2 separate regions of the Zea mays genome follow, and region 2 is linked to region 1. The links are chromatin contacts, called in public Hi-C maps. All regions are on one chromosome and are shown on one strand. The core of a region is the stretch at or near the end of the contact, and the rest is flanking DNA. Distances in the headings are between cores, read along the strand shown.

Region 1 (3,034 bases), core at 110-2,609:
ACTTGGTGAGGTACTTGGAGTTGCACCAAAAAGGCAAGTTGTGCCCTTGATCACTCTTCTTTACCTAATAATGTTCTCTGTCAATCACTGTGACATGCTCAGGTTAATTTGATGGGACCTAATATGTTTCCCTAGTTTTGTTTACCCCACACCTTGGAAACAAATGAACTATTGGGTAGACTCGCTATTGCTCTACTTGGTTTTGGATTAATGTTATATTGAATTATGATCATGTTCCATTAATATTGCTGGTTTAATTATTGTTCATGTTCATATTATTATATTAAATTGAACATGGAGAGACCACCCGGGAAAATAGTGCTACCACAAGGGTGGAATGGGACTCCCTTCGCTCCATGTTCCAATTAACAATATGATCTTATCATAAATAATAATTAAACAACAACATAATTGGAACATGATCGTAATAAAACATTAGTTTACCAAAGCCAGGTAGAGCAATAGCAAATCTACCCAATAATTCATCTGTTTATAGGTGGGGATACACAATGCTAGGGAATCCTATTAGGTCCCATCAAATTAACCTGAGCATGTCACAGTGATTACCAAGAACATTATTTGGTTAAGAAAAGTGATCAAGGACACAACTTGCCTTAGACTCGAGATTCCAGGTACCAAGATGATCTTTAGATTCTCGTGACTTCACTTCTATTCGTAGCAATACAAACAAACATGATATAGACAAAATTAACATCACACCAAACATAAGCACAAACTGCATAATAATATTCTACGCGTCGTAACAAGATCGCAGGTTCGAGAAACACTAAAATCGGAATTACGGTTAAAGAGTTATGATTTTCTGAAAATTTAGGTGTTCAATATATAATAAACTAACTGCATAATTTTAATCTATGTTTCATGACTAAATATTGTCATTAGATGATAAACAATTTTAATATGAGATTAATGCAACTGGAATGGATCAAAAAGAAGTTAAGACGAAGGAGATATGGATTTTCTAAGGTTCTAGATTTATTTTTACAGCAAAAACAATTTCCAGAAATATTTTATAACATCAAGGGCTGTTTTGTAAAATCCGAGGATCTAACCGTAATTGTATTCAACCAGACAGGGATGGCGGGTTATTTTCGGAAACATCCAAGGGTTCTTTAACAAATATCCCTGCGACCGAGAGCTAGATTTCATCCGAGCCTCCCGATCCCGAATTCAGGGCTGAGATTAGAAAGCTGAAGGGGTACGCGAACATCTAATCTGATCCGCCCATTTCGATCCCACGATCCAGAATCGATGATGGCAGGATCTAATCGTAGCCGCCCGCGGATGAATCGATGGCATGGATCACACGCAGCGAAAGGGTACACTTAGGTCTAAATCTAGCCGTCGAGCAATAGATGGACGGTCCAGGCGCTTTCTTCCTCACGGGATCACGCCAGCGGCAAAGCCTGGGCAAACCACGGCGGCGCCATTGCCACCATTCCCGGATCTCGTAACCTACACAACGAACCTGATCCCTATGGTGCTACGCGTAGCGGGGGTTGGGGCGAGTCCACGGGGCAAGGTCTTACCGGTGATTAGGCTCCAGGAGTTCATGCCCACGACGCACGGCGGTGCTCTGCCGAATTCACGACGCCGGTGAGCAATTTATTGCCCTACGGTCACCCTTAATGCTCGGATGATAGCGGGGAAATGCGAGACGGATGTCGGTACTCGCCCCTCCACGCGAATCGATGGTTCGAGGATGGTTAACACCCGAGGTCGACAATGGTGACACCCCTCGCCCAACCCATGTTCTCTGCTCCCCACAACCGTTTTGGTCGGGCTCGAGAACCGTGTGCGGTGAAAGGAGGAGAGGAAACAGAGGGAAAGAGGTCGCCGACCACCAATTTATCTCCCGAGTTTCGGTTGGGGAGCGGCCGTTAGCGATCTTCGATGACGGCGGCGACAATCCCGCGTGTGTTGTTGGGGTGGGGAAAGGAGGTGCACCGAGTGGGTCCACCGGCCAGTCGGAGACGGGTGCGGTGCGGAGCGGGTAATTGAGCCAGAGCAGCTGACGACCGTTCCGCAGCGACTCCGCGCAGCAACGTTTCCCCGATGAGGGCCTGACAGGCGGGCCCACCTGCCGGCACCAAAAAGGCCCTCGACCAGTGCGCGAGTGGGCTTGCGCAGTTCGCCAAGTTAGGCCGAGGTCATGTAAATCTGACCCAAAAACTACTTTTCTTTTCTTTTTCTTTTCTATTTTAATTTCCACATTTTAACTTCAAATTCAAATATGGGTTTCAAATTCTATTCTAAATGCAACATCCAAAATATATGCATGAATGGAAAATATATTTTTATAAACATATATATATTTATATTAATTATTTATTTCCTTGTTTAGTTAAAGGCTCAAAATGTGCCATGCACACATTCACTTCATTTTAGGAAAAATATTACTTTTGAGTATGTGATCAAATTTTAAGTTAATAAAAATGAGTATCCTTTATTTCACTTATTTAGGGAAAGTAAAATACAATCTTTACTAGGAATCATTTTACTTAAAAATACTTTTTCAAGAGTGATATAGTTTACATAGGAGATAATAAAAAAATCTTTCTTCTAATTATTAATTTCAACTTACACTTTCGTTTCAAGATTTAAATCTAAGTTTTGAACTACACAACTTTTAATAGTACTATTTATTTGCTTTAGGGAATACACTTTATAAAGAATTAAAATCACTATTAAATGACATTTTATCTTAAATCTTTTGGAGAATGCTTTAAATCATCAAAATGTGATTTTGAGTGTTATATCTTCCTAACGAAATTTTCAGCCCAGCGCCGGCCCGAACGCGCCGCCCCCGCCTCCGCCTCCGCCCCAACGCGCCGCGCCACGCCGCCCCTGCCCCTGGCTCAGTCGCCGCGCCACTCCGCCCCTGCCTCTGGCTCGGCCACCGCCGCCGCGCCAGAGCCGCCTCGCCTCCCCCACCGCAGCGCCGCCCCCGCCCCGCCATTCCGTCAACCGGCTGCCACCGAGGTCTCCTCCTGTCACCAAATCAACGCTTATC
Region 2 (3,171 bases), core at 54-2,553, 280 kb before region 1:
GCTCTGTCGATACTATCTCCGCCTGCCTCAAGGCTGGCATGTTCAGTATTTGTTCACTCCCTGTATCTACAACACGATAATCGTTCTTGTTTCCTTTCACTTCAAAAGTTGTTGGCATGTCGATGCAAGTCGAGGAGCCTCGATCTTGTTCTTGCTTATGTCATTGATTTTCATGGGTTGTGTTGGCTGTAGTGATTTATTCCTGCCACAGTTATTTAGGGTCGAATGACCTTCGTTTATATATTTGTACTGATCTATGAATCATTTCTCATGTTTATTTCTTATGAACAAATTAGAATGAAACGTGTGGATGGGATCACTTGTGTTATTGTGGCCACTAGATATTTGTCACTTCAAGGTTTTGAAGCAGCTCACGTTATAGCTTGTGGAGCAGAAGGGTGCAAACGATGAGGTACTCCTAGCTATCTTGTTTCCTTCTTTGTTCCATCTCATGTTTCATTAGTGATTAGAACTACAATCATCAAATGATGGATTTGACTAGACTTGTTCTACTTGTACTTTTTTGTGTGCATTGCAGAACATGGAGGTGGCGGTTGAGAGGAGCTTGCGGAACCTGCCAAGCGGCAGGGACCAATGGATGGGCTGGAGGCGCTAGCTGACAGCTTGTGTGTGCTATATAGTCGCCCGTTAGCTCCATATATATATGTACAACACTAGCAACTCAACTTAAATTCGCTGGAAGATTGTATTTATATGTGCAACCATTAAAACGGTGTATGCTAATGTCCAATTCTGTTGTATTCTATTTTTTATAAACTTGCAAGCTATTATTTGTGTCATGGCCATTGTACACATGTATGCTTTGTACGGTGCACTTGCATCTGTCTCTATTTCACTCTCTCACTCATCTGCTTTTTTATGCTTCTCTTTCAGATATACTATTGAACACAAAGATAACCAAACATTTTGTCCAAAATTTTGTATTGCGTTGCTACGCATGGACACCTAACTAGATGGGCTTCCGAGCAAACTTTCTCCAGACCCCCAAGGAAATATAAGATCCGATCAGATATGTATCGATGCTCATCCCAGCGTACTCCCGTTGCAACGCACGGGCACACACCTAGTGATTTCAAAACAAGTTAAAAGCCTTGGAAACAAACATAAAAAGAATAAAATTAAAGAATTGGGAAGGAATTGTCGCGCCTGGGCCAGAACCCGCACCCCGGCCCAATTTCTCTGCCCTGGGAGGGGGCCCTGAATTTTTCATCCCTCCACGGTTCCTGCTGCCAGGTGGGCCAATTGGCCGGTGGACCCAACTTCGCGCGCGCGTTCACCGTTCGGGGCTGACCTGTGGGCCAACGTCGCTAGCATCGCCTCTCCCCTATGCATCCTCTCAATTACTCACTGCCAAGTGGGGCCAAGTCGCCAGGACCTCCTTCTTTGCGGCATTCCGTTGAGATTGGAGCGCCCGCATAGGGATTGTAGCAAACTCCAAAACTGCCACCTGGCTTCCTTGGGGTCGGTGGTCTGGAGTATATGGTTGGAACCCGGGCTCGCCCATCCCCTTTTCGGTCGAGCAACCTGAGGGTAAGACCGGCGCCATTATCGCAAGCAAGCGGTGACGAAGCCGCTGCGCCCGTTCTTCGCGCTGTCGTCATCTAAAAGGGGGCAAGAAGGGATCACTGGAGTTCGCGAGAGTGCGTGGATCGTCTATGAGCTAGAGCTAGCCCCTTTGCGTGTGGATCATCGGTGTCCAGCGAATTTGTCACCGGAGTACTTCCGCGCCACGGCAACATGGTCGACCGTGGTCGGCATATCTGGGCGCCCAGGTAGCCGGTGAGTCCTTATCTATTGAGTTCCTTGCCTCCTCTGCATTTGTTTTCGGGGATTGCCAGTGGGGGAGGGCAGACCTGGGGTTGGCTGTCGGCCGTTGGTACGTGGATGAACGATCCAGATTAGAACTCAAATACCTCTTCGCCTATTTTGAATCTCGGCCATAGATGGTGACCTGGATGGTTCCGATGCGATCTTGCGTAATTGAAAATTGAGCCGTGGATTGTTGATCCTATGGACCACACTGCGTACTGGTTCGGTGTGGGCTGGGTCTAATCTGCACTGCCAGATAGAGATCGGACGGATCTGATAACCGATATCCTTTTGGGTGTGGGCAGTTGCATAAGAGCCCCTGCCTCTATATATATATTTAACCTATAGTCTAGGTTAGTTTAAAGATCTCTACAAGTGAGTCCATAAATTAATAAAACGAACCCTGTCCTTTCTGGAATTATGACCCGCAGTCCATAGTCGTTGATTTGAGTAAATAAAAATCTAGAAAATGATTTCTAGTATAGAAATAATTCTAGAATCCTAGTTAATTCATAATTAATTCATTTTAAATCCTTTTTGATCCGTTCTAGTTGCATTAGGTTCGTATTAATATTAACTACAATCTAGTAACCATATTTTGTTATGAAACATGTTGTCGAAATCGAGCACTAAATTGGTTTAGCCTATGTTAAATTTATCAAAGCATATAAAATTTCAGAAACCCGTATCTCCTTAATTATAACTCCGAGTTTAGTCGTTCTCAAACCTACTACCTCATAGCAACACGTAGATCATTATTATGCAGTTTGTTCTCATGTTTGGTGTGATGTTGATTTTTGCCTATACCATGTTTGTATGTATTGTTGCGAGTAGACGAGTTAGTGATCGAGAAACATGGGACTCAACAGGTGGAAAACTCTGAGTAGGAGCTCTTTGAAGGCAAGTTGTGCCCTTAATCACTCTTCTTTACCCAATAATGTTCCAATCAATTACTATAGCATGCTCAGGATAATTTTGATGGGACTCAAAAGGTCACCTTAGTTTGAGTTACCTTATACCTTGCTCACACTTGAATTTTTGGGTAGAAAATGCTATTGCTCTATGTGGTTCTGGGTGTTAAGATACATATTATTCATGATCATGCTATTTATTGTCTATGGATTATTTACTGTTCATGATAAGATTATTATGTTAATTGGAACATGGAGTGACCACCTGGGAAAACAGTGCTACCACAAGGGTGGAATGGGACGCCCTTGGCTGATTAATTAGGAAAGCTAGTGTGAGTTAACCTTTTCCTGAAAGGGGCAAGCGAGGTGGAGGATGCAGGTGTAGGGAGGTTCTCGGTTCGTACTGTCTGTTTAGCTTTTCGGATGAGGG

What was found. A called contact is a pair of places that touch in the nucleus more often than the background predicts.
Region 2: a Hi-C map of leaf shows a contact between it and region 1, with 7 times the contacts expected there. The contact joins two enhancer-like sites. A contact is called at or near these places in 2 of 25 Hi-C or Micro-C datasets (endosperm and leaf).

What each region holds. Positions count from the first base shown.
Region 1 is chr7:79,122,741-79,125,774 of Zm-B73-REFERENCE-NAM-5.0, reverse strand. No RefSeq gene overlaps it. Among protein-coding and RNA genes, the nearest start is that of LOC103632488, 6.7 kb to the right of the region's middle. Within about 2 kb of position 1,359, at least 18 of the 20 cell types and tissues checked have an H3K27ac peak or open chromatin away from gene starts, as enhancers often do. A contact at or near this core is called in leaf, where this site is marked.
Region 2 is chr7:79,399,818-79,402,988 of Zm-B73-REFERENCE-NAM-5.0, reverse strand. No RefSeq gene overlaps it. Among protein-coding and RNA genes, the nearest start is that of LOC109940844, 50 kb to the left of the region's middle. Within about 2 kb of position 1,303, at least 17 of the 20 cell types and tissues checked have an H3K27ac peak or open chromatin away from gene starts, as enhancers often do. A contact at or near this core is called in leaf, where this site is marked.